2 separate regions of the Zea mays genome follow, and region 2 is linked to region 1. Evidence: chromatin contacts called from public Hi-C data. All regions are on one chromosome and are shown on one strand. The core of a region is the stretch at or near the end of the contact, and the rest is flanking DNA. Distances in the headings are between cores, read along the strand shown. Region 1 holds the start of LOC100281370 (WRKY DNA binding domain containing protein). Region 2 has its middle 37 kb from the start of LOC103651063.

Region 1 (5,440 bases), core at 2,336-4,835:
ACGTGTTTGGTTGCCTGGTCGTGCACATCCTTCCATTATGGGATGTAAGGAGCTAGCTGGTGTGTTGCTTGTCATGAGCCTGGTTCACCGTATACGAGTTATGTATTTGGTTACCTGTATTAAGCTATATATAACTAGACTATCGCAATATTTAAGGGTCTAATTGGTTGGATGTATGAGTATAGTCTGTCTCGTATATGAGTGAGCCTGACTAAGTATGGCCAGACTGAACTCATGCAAGGGGTCTTTGTTTGGTTGCCTTGTATCAGGTTATGCATGTTGAAATAAATATTGTTTGGTTGCCTGCCTATATCAGTACAGAAATAAGATGATAATATTTTTTTAAAAAAATACTTATATTAGAATTCATATAGTAAATGTGATCTATAGTTTTACTCAAAAAACATCAAAGCCATTAATATGCAACTACATCAATGATACACAGTATCTGCTGCACGCCGTGTGTGCCTAGCTTAGGCTGGTGTGTTTGGTTGCAATGACAAGGCGAGACGGGATGAGAGTTAAGGGTTAGGACAAGATTATCTCAGTGTTATTTTCAGTTGTCCCTCCAAATTGGAGGGACGAGAGGAGACGCCAGGAGATGTCTCTGTTCTAACTGGACCGCAAACATAAAGCACCTTGAACTAGGCGCTGTAGGCACGAGCAAAAGTGTCTAGAGACATGCTCCAGCGGTGGCCCTGGTTCTCAGAGCCGGGCTTAAACGAGAAGTGAACCCAACGCCCCGCCGCAACCGCAACAGCAACTTAATTAATTAGCGACGGATTGGTGGTCGGAGTGAGACTTGGTACTGTGCAAGGACAGGAAAGGCCTGTTGCCCTGAATACATACCACCCCACCGTACCAGATATCTCCATCAGAAACAAGGGAAAGGAAACTTCTACCCGAAGCACGGACCTGATCGATCAGGCGCCCGCGCAGCAGTAATTGGTACGGTGGTGGTCAATCATTCAGTGGCGCGCACGAAAACGTGTCGTCGCGATAATACAAAACCGGCCGGGTGAGGGTGAGCGTGAGCCTAGCCTATCAGAGAGATCGGCCGAGTGACTGGTCCTGCATGCATCACAGCTACTCGCCTTTTCGGTCGCACACGTGTATCACGTACGGTCGACTGGTGGGGTTCGACGACGGGCCGGGGTTCATCGAATGGTCCTGGGATTACGGTTAGATCAGGGTTTAATTAGAAATGGAGTAGAACTGAGAAGGATTGGTGGCTAAACTACAAATTTGTGTCTCAGCAGCTAGCAGCCTGTGAGGAGCAAAGATGACGTTCAGTATCCATGTGTAGAACTTGAAGTTGTCAACATTCCTTGAAGAAAAAAGACCGGAATAATCGAGTCATCCGCCGATCAGAGAGACTACCACACACCACACTGTGGCTTATAGTCCTGTACTGTCGTTGGACAAGGTAAGCTAGGGGTGTCAATGGATCACAATTTAAATGTTTTTTCATAAAATAGTAGTGTCTTAAATAAATTTTAGTTTAAAAATAAATAAAAATAAGGTCTGATCTTATTTTGATCTGATTATTCAATCTTATAGTGTAAAATTTAGAGCCCATTATCACCCCCTAGTACTTTTGTTAAGCTATATTGCACCACGTTTCTTTTTCCCCTTCAGTCTTTGTTTGAGTACTCCCCAATCCACGTGAGGTGAATACTAGAGTATCTAAATAAGGCCTTAGTCTTTCGTTGCTGACTTGTTGTTAGCATGTTCGTTTCGGATAAAAGTCAGTTGTTTGGACGGCTGCATCTGTAATTCATAGAGAGAAAAACAATGTACAAACCGGTACGGTACGGATTAGAGCCAAACTATAAATGTATGATTTATGTAACCTGCATAGATGCATTTCATATACCGTTTGAAAAACCATAATTCCAATCCTCGTGTCATCGTCTCTCGTGAGGTGGCTCGTGCATCATTAAATCCTCGTGTCATTTCGAGTCTACGACTAGTGGAACCGTCTGAGGTAGAGCAAACTGCACGTACCATATAATTGGTAGTTGGATGTAGGTTGATCCAGTAATTCATTAAGTGGTCAAATAAATACAACAATTGGGCTAATTGGTGCATGGATGGCACAGAGACAATGATGTAATCAATGCTGGGTGGTGAGATCGATGCCGAAGGGAGCGATGGTATATGGTAGGTATTCACCTAATTTGAAGTGAGATAAAATATATAAACATATGTTTTTTTTGCATGGCATAAAAATCACCTAGTTTTCTCTGTTGGAATCTGTCACAATTTCGTAAGACTATCTCCATCAACTTATCCATACCCGTACTCATATTCAAACTCCACTATACAAACAGTACAATCTACAATGCAGAATAGTACAAAACTGTGCTTATAGGTAAACTTTTAGTGAACTACTGTAGTTGGCCTAAGAAGAACAAACAAGGCAACAAGGTTAATTCTTCTGTTCCCCTTCCCTTTTATATTTTTTTTGGGGGGGGGGGGGGGGGAAACAATTAAGTAGTCAAAGGCTCATTTGCTCTTTTTATTGACTAGCAAGCCTGGTAATCAACTGTTAGTTTTATTTTTAATGATTATCTCAATATAAATGATTAATCTTAACATCGAGCAATGGACCATGGAAAACGCATTCATTGACAATTATGCTATTATTATTTGTGGGCTTCGTCAGTATGTCATTATTGGGCCCACTAATCATAGGCATGAGATGATATAATAACAGAGAGTGGCAAAATAGCAAATCAACTCCCCCCGGCAAAAAAGGAAAAAAGGTGCACAAGAGTCAGTACTCCTCATTACTCGTACTAATTGTGGAGACTATACCTAAAAGACTTCTCAACTAAGTTAAAGAAGGTCCAATTTAAAATAAAATACATCTTCGTTCCTATTCTGTTTTTTCTCATGTTACATCTCATGATTGTATAATTGTAGGTGGTTAGACAAAAAAAAAATATGATGAAAACCGTACCGTTGCCTTTATGAACACCTAATGTCGCTTTTGTTTCAATAGAGAGTTAGCACTCGTGCAGAATGAAGAAAAGAAATAGATTAGAGATGATTTATAGTTTTTAGTCGATATTAAGGATAACATTTTTTAAGCATACATTAATGTCTGGCTCTGGCATCATCGATATCCTAAAAAGTTTTATTGATATTTAAATGATGATCTCACCTCTCATTCTCTATTTTAAATATCACTTTATAAACAATGTCATCTACAATACAAATCTTCTATTTTACACGATTCGCTGTAGACAGTCTAAGCACGCTTTCTTTTACAGTTAGTTTGATGTTCTAGCAAAACTATTGAATCAATTGAGATTTTGTGATCATTCAATTTTTCGAATCCCATGTCTAGTTTCTGAGAGCAGCACAAATAATTAAGAACGACTTGCTGTACGGTCCTGCCGAGTCCACAAGTCCGCGTGAGCCATGGAAGTGGAACGTGCCCCCTGTTGGCTGTTACCGCCACCAAACCACTCCAGCTCGTTCTGAGTTGTGCAGCTGCCGCGAGACTTCTTCCCGCGCTACCCGGGCCTCGCCTTCTTCCCTCCTCTATATAAAAGCCGCCAGGACGCCTCTTCCTCTACTTCTGTTCTGCCCAACCCCACTCCATCCATCCAAATCAGCTTTGCCTAGCTTATTATTCCTTACCGACAAACAAAACTGACACGGATCCGCACAGAGCAACGAACTCGCCCAGTCCGGCTGCTGCTGCTGCACAACGGACTCGATCTCACGGCCCCGCCGGCTCGCAGCCATGCAGACGCAGTCCCGCCTGGCCATGAGCGGCGGCGGCGGCAGCGGCGGCAGCAGCAGCAGCTCGGCCTCGGAGGACGAGCACGAGGCGGTGATCCGCGAGCTGACGCGGGGGCACGAGCTGACGGCGCAGCTGCGGGCCGAGGCCCTACGCGCGCTGCGCGGGCAGGGCCAGGCCGAGGCCACCGCGGCATTCATCCTGCAGGAGGTGTCCCGCGCCTTCACCGTCTGCCTCTCCATCATGAGCTCGCCCGCCCGCGCCCCGCCGCCGACGATGGAAATGCCCGCGCCTGCCCTGGCCCCGCGACGGGGCCGGGACGACAGCATCCCAAGAGAGTGAGTCGCCCGCTAGCTGCTCGCCTGCCTGCCTGCCTGCGCAACAGACAAATGGACCAGCTCCACCGGTTGGGGGTGGGGCGATGCTTAGTTTGTTCTAAACAAATTATCGCGCCCTGATATTATTGCTTGTCGCGTTCGCGTGCGCAATGCTTTGCTCGGCGCAGGCAACGGAGGACGTCCTCGCCGCACAGCGACGGGTACCAGTGGAGGAAGTACGGCCAGAAGAGGATCACTAAGTCGCCGTTTCCGAGGTCCATATATAATATCCCTCTTCCTACTTATTAGCATATATAGTACTTCTTTGCTACCTTAGCAAAAAAAAAAAAAAACTATACCCATTAGTCCTGAATGAAATATAATGGATGCATGTATCTTGAGCTGTTCTAGTTCAAATCATCTGATTGAATTTGACGAAGAATATTAATTTCTATGATGATATCAAAGAGACCAATTATGAAATAGATTTGTTTTCAGGATGGTTTGACTTTGTATAAATTAAGGAGAATCTACTGTATTTCTGAAGGATGATGTAATATATACACTGTGTCTGTTCTTTTATATATATATATATATATATATATATATATATATATATATATATATATATATATATATATATATATATATATATATATATATATATATATATATATATATATATATATATATATATATATATATATATATATATATACACACACTAGTAGTACCAAACTAGTGTAACGACCTGCCATAGGTACCAAACTAGTGTAACCTAAATAACTAACCCTACTCCTCCAATAATTCAGCACGCGGCCGCTATATATAGAAGAAAAGGGTAAGATTGCCCTGTTGCTGCAAACAAGGGCAAGTTTTGTGAGCGTGACGCATCTAGCTAGCTAGGCAGCGTGCTAGCAACGGCGTTCCTCTGAATGGACGGGAATAGAATTGGATGGGGATGTTGTCTTGAATAGCGACGCTGCGTGGCACAGCGCGAACACAAGAGACAAGCGTAAAAGCAGGCCGCGCTTGAGTTGACGCGCACGGCCGTGTTCGCCTTTATTTAAAAGATTCTGGAGCGGCCAGCAGAACGGATCGCCCACAGCCCCACATCTAAAGTTTGATTAGGCCTGCCTCTGCTCGAGCAAAAGCTAGCTGTTGATTAGAGATCATTCTGACGTTGACGCATGTTTATCTTCCAAGTAAACTAGCTACAGTACTGCACGCTTTTCTCTCTCTCTCTCTCTCTGCATTTGTTTTCTTGACCAGCTTTTTGTCACATCTATCTCCTGGTGGTGTACTTCTCGTGTAGTAGCTTAGACCTGGGTAATTAAGGGCCGGGACGTGTAGGCATCTTTTCTTGCGT
Region 2 (4,844 bases), core at 1,464-3,963, 58 kb after region 1:
CCTCTAAGAATTCCCGAAGGTGTTGAGTTCAGCTTGGAGTTCCATGGTGCACCGGACATTCCAGTGCGCCAGACCAGGGCACACTTCGGTTGTCCCTTGCTCTTTTTATTGAATCCTTTTCTTGGTCTTTTTATTGGCTTTTTGTGAACCTTTGGCACCTGTATAACTTATAGACTAGAGCAAACTAGTTAGTCTAATTATTTGTGTTGGGCAATTCAACCACCAAAATCATTTAGGAAATTGGTGTAAGCCTAATTCCCTTTCAGGTGCAATGGTATACAGAGGATTAAATGTATTTTTGGTTTTTGACTAGATGTGGTTACGACTTATATACTGAGACTGAGAGAGTATTAAACACAACCAACCAATCAATGCACACCTACCACTCTCTTTGATCTCCAACATGCATACCGACACGCTCAACATTAATTAGTCCAATCCACAACTATATATAAGTCACTAGGGTGTGGGCATTCACTCTGACCGAACAAGACTGCTAGCTAGTCGGTTTCAATCAAGACATAGTAGAGTGCATGATCGAATTCAGGATAGATGGTATGTTAAGACACTTGGATGTCTAAAGTGGTGAATTAGGGAAGTTATTTCTTAGAAAAATAACTAAGGCCTCTAATTTTTGTCTTGCCAAAACCTATGCACTAAATAAACTATCATATGTGCAACTATGATTTTGACTAATTGTGTTGCTATTTCATCGCAAAAGGTTTATGCGACCTATGTTTCCAACCTATCTACTAGCCTAACAACTAGGATAGGTAGATAAAGCGCAGAACCAAGATACACTAATAAATGGGAAATATTAAATACAATAGAGATACAAACTCAGGTAGATGAGTGATATTTTTATCAAGGTCTCTAGAAGCGTGCAAGCACCCCTAGTCCTCGTTGGACCCCTTCACAACAATGCCCACCTGAGGAATAAGATCCTAGTCGAGTAATTCTATAGATAGCCTCGGGCATTTTCCACGTGCAAGTGGATATTTGTTGTAGTCTCTCCCATACGCTCTCCTCTGTTTTCACTATCGAGTTTCTGGCTAAAATACCTCATTTTCTTCCATACATAGTGGTGGTCACACTACAAACACAATTGGTGTGATCTCGCAAGACTACATTCCCTTCCGGTACAACTAATACTATGGTGCGCGTAAGCACCAACAGCTAAGAGGTTCCCTAACCTCACTCAAATAATTGGACGAAACCTAGAGGAGGCACTATAAGTAGTGGTTTAGCAAATCTAAGCACTTCATAGAAGCGCCTACTCTAATCACCAAATGGTCTTTAAACACTTGGGTGCATAAAGCTACTAGAAATGAGTCTTATCTCTTCTGTGATATTCCTTGCCTCTCACGCCTCTCAATTTGCAAGTTGAGCTGGTATATATAGCCCTAAAGTACAAAACTAGCAGTTGTAAGTGACACAATGATTCTGGATATTCATTGATATGACAAGGTCCACATTTAGTGAGTACAACGTGAGTTGTACATTTTTGGTGAAACTAATCAACACAAATACTCCCCTCCGTCCACTTGATTTGGACGTTATAGGTTTTTAAAAGACAGGTTAGGGAATAAGTAAAATGACATATGTAACCATGCTTTCTCCTGATTAAACGTTAATTACAATAAAAGCTAATTGATACTCGGCGCCTTGAACCAAGCAGCAGCACGAAGGTGGGCAGCCGCTTGCAACTCTGGTTTGGCACGATGACCGAAGGCCCGAAGCAGCACGATGGAGCGATTGGAAGAAAGCCAAACATTGCATACTACTTTAGAATATTTGGATGCAAATGATATATTCTCAATAAAGACGCACTGCAATATCGCTGATCCTGGTGATGATACTTGATTTATTGATTACTCATTTTTTTATATATATCTAGTGTAGCGAATGATATTCTCGGTAAACAAATTAAAGGGGTTTTTTCTCTCTTAATTGGCTTGACTTGCATGGGCATGCATTCATATGTTCTTCATATAAGATTTTTTTTTCTTCTTCAAGAAGTTCAGATTGTCTCAAATAAAATACACAAAAAGTTTGTGGTGCGCTACAACCTTTAAATGCCCGTCTATGCCCCCCTCCCCAAGGCACGGAATCATGAAGCAGATGATGAGTGGGAGATTCAACTAACTTTATTTATGCTTTGAAGCAGCGCATCTTTCAGTTTTTTTTCTACGTTATTATAAAACTTGTGTGGCCGCTTTAACCGCCATTTATTCCATGTATATATATAATAATAGGACCTGATCGTGTGTGTAAGCGATAGGTAGCACAAGGAACAAGTCGAAAATGGAGGGCCCATGCATGATGGCTCGTGCGTGGCCCCTTTCGGCCCCTGAGTACTCACTCATGCTACCACCCTATAGCCTACGAAATCAAAAGCAGCACAGACAGACAAAAACAAACAGAGGGCGCGGTGCGGTGCGGTGCTCTGGGATTCCAACCAGATAAAAAGCTCCGACCGTCCGACGTGAGGACTGGACAAGACCCTGCGTTTCTCCGATGATTGATTGCGACCGTCGTCGTTGCCATGGCGACTTTCCCGTCTGATCAGCGAGCGAGGGATGTACTCTACATTGTCGGCTTTGGTAGCTGCTGCTGATGGGCGTAGCAACATGGACAATCTGGAGGGGTGGTGGACGTGTGGGGGCTACGGGTGTGATGTGAACGCACGCGGTGTCAGCAGCAGCGGCAGCAACATGGACAGTGCCCCGCGTGAGACTGAGACGTCGCACTCGCACTGGCACGCACAAGCACAAGGTACCACTCCACTGCTGCTGACGCGCGCGGGCAGCGCTGGGCCGGCTGGCGGCCTGACGGTGACATCAGGACGCGGGCGTCACGCTGCGGCGACGTCATGCGTGTGTTGCGTTCGTTCCGTGCCGGATGGCGAAGTATGTGGTGGATGGAGAATCCCGGCACCCCGGCCGGTGTTTTTTTTTCCGCGCGTGCGAAACATTGAGCCGGCCCGCTGTAGCCAACACACCTTTTTTTTTTTCTCCTGTGCTCACTCGCCAGCGCTGTCCCAGCAGTCTCCCTGCCTTCCGCGGACGCAGCTGTCGTCCGGTCCGGCTACGCGCGCCGAGTGAGTACGTACGTACTACGTAGATTATGTACGAGCACATGCCACGCATTTGTATTGTACAGCAGGACCGCATGGGATTAAATTTGGAATCCATCATCCATGTTCTGTCACGCCGAGAGTGACCGGGATCGGGATCACTGCTGCGCGCGCGTCCGTTCCCATTTTCAACGTCCCGATCTATACTATACCTCCCGTGCGTAGGAAGCAACGGATATGGGGAGAGTCAACGCCTGCTTGTCGCGCACGGCGCACTCCACTCGGAGCGATCAGTAGTCGCACGTTCACGAACCGGACCGGTGTCCATGTCAACAGGTGCTGTGATGTCAACAGGTTCCGGCCGCCGCCGCCGCCGCCGTTCGCCCACCGGAACCTCTTGCTTCCATTTCGGGTGGACCGGCTATGCCTATAATGGTGGCTGTGGCTGGCGTGTTCGCTCACGAAGCGGCCAAACGTGCATGTCAACTAGAGTGCGGGTGCGGGTGCAGGCGCAGTTGGCAGCGGTGCGCGCGCGCTGCAAATGACAAAGATTGCGGCCGGGATTAGGGATGAAAGTAGGATGGGAAAATTCCGAACCGACCGTTATCATATAACCGATTTTGTTAGTTTTGTCCCAATCGATTTCGAACTCGATGTAAAAAACGAAAACGGAACGAAAACGGGATATACAAAACGGTAAACGGAAACGGAAACGGAAACGGTAGAGCTGTTTTTCCGACCGTTTAACCGGGATCCCGTTTTTAATCGGGATGATCCCATTTTGTTACCGTATTTTGTAATTCGGGAACACTAGGCCCAGCCCATCTAAGCCCAAACCTAACCAGCTAACCTAGTGCGGTAGTGCCTGGCAGCCTCGAGTCCTCCACACGCCGTTCATCCTGCTCTCCACACGCCGCCGCCCTCTCTCCAAAGTCCAAACGCCCGTCGCCCAGCACGTCAGGTCGGCAGCACATTCCTCTCCCAGTCCCAGGTTCCAGCCTCCGGCGGTCCGGCCCTCCAACGTCCCTCTCCCTCTGACCTCTCTCTGCCCTCCGCCGTGTAGGGTCTGCTCTGCTGTCCACGGCTCCTCGCTGCACCACTGCACCAGCAGGCAACACGGCACCCAACCTCAGCCGTCCAGGTGACCAGGCCTCCACCGTCCAGACCTCCAGGGGCTGCCAGCCTCCGCCGTCCAGGCCTCCAGGGATGAAGACACACTAATAGGATGTTGAGAATAATGAAGATGCAGCACTAGAATTTTCTAATAGGGTGAAGACGCACTAATAGGATGTTAAGAATAATGAAGATGCAGCACTAGAATTTTCCAGCTGACATTTTTTGTGCATTAATAGGATAAAGACGCACTAGATTTTTTTAAGAATGATGAAGATGTAGCAAGTGGCTCCTCTCCATGAGCAATGTGTCTTATGTTTGTTGAGAGATATGAGCAAATAAGCATTGGTTGTAATAGTCTATGTGTGCACTAGAATTTTTTTTGTTAAGTTTTGAATATATGGTTTCATGGTGTGATTTTACCGAACAAAAATATCGGTTCCCGTCCGATTTCGGCGTTTACCCGACCGGATCCTATCGTTTTTCGATTCCCGTATTTATCCCGTTCATTTTCGTTACCGATATATCCCGTTTTCGTTTTCGTCCCGCAAGTTAAATATGAAAATGAAAATGGTAGAGGTATTTTTCCGACCGTTCCCGACCGTTTTCATCCCTAGCCGGGATGCGACGCGACGCGACGCGACACCAACACCAG

The links. A called contact is a pair of places that touch in the nucleus more often than the background predicts.
Region 2: a contact with region 1 is called in a Hi-C map of bundle sheath, with 3 times the contacts expected there. The contact joins the enhancer-like site here to the promoter of LOC100281370 in region 1. A contact is called at or near these places in 5 of 25 Hi-C or Micro-C datasets (bundle sheath, ear, endosperm and 2 more) and 1 of 3 datasets of contacts at active chromatin or transcription factors (seedling).

What each region holds. Positions count from the first base shown.
Region 1 is chr3:190,000,622-190,006,061 of Zm-B73-REFERENCE-NAM-5.0, forward strand. LOC100281370 (WRKY DNA binding domain containing protein) reads left to right here and starts at 3,586. Exons shown (of 3, transcript NM_001154288.2): 1 at 3,586-4,092; 2 at 4,260-4,346. The coding sequence starts at 3,758.
Region 2 is chr3:190,059,473-190,064,316 of Zm-B73-REFERENCE-NAM-5.0, forward strand. No RefSeq gene overlaps it. Among protein-coding and RNA genes, the nearest start is that of LOC103651063, 37 kb to the right of the region's middle. Within about 2 kb of position 2,714, at least 18 of the 20 cell types and tissues checked have an H3K27ac peak or open chromatin away from gene starts, as enhancers often do. A contact at or near this core is called in bundle sheath, ear, endosperm and 3 more, where this site is marked.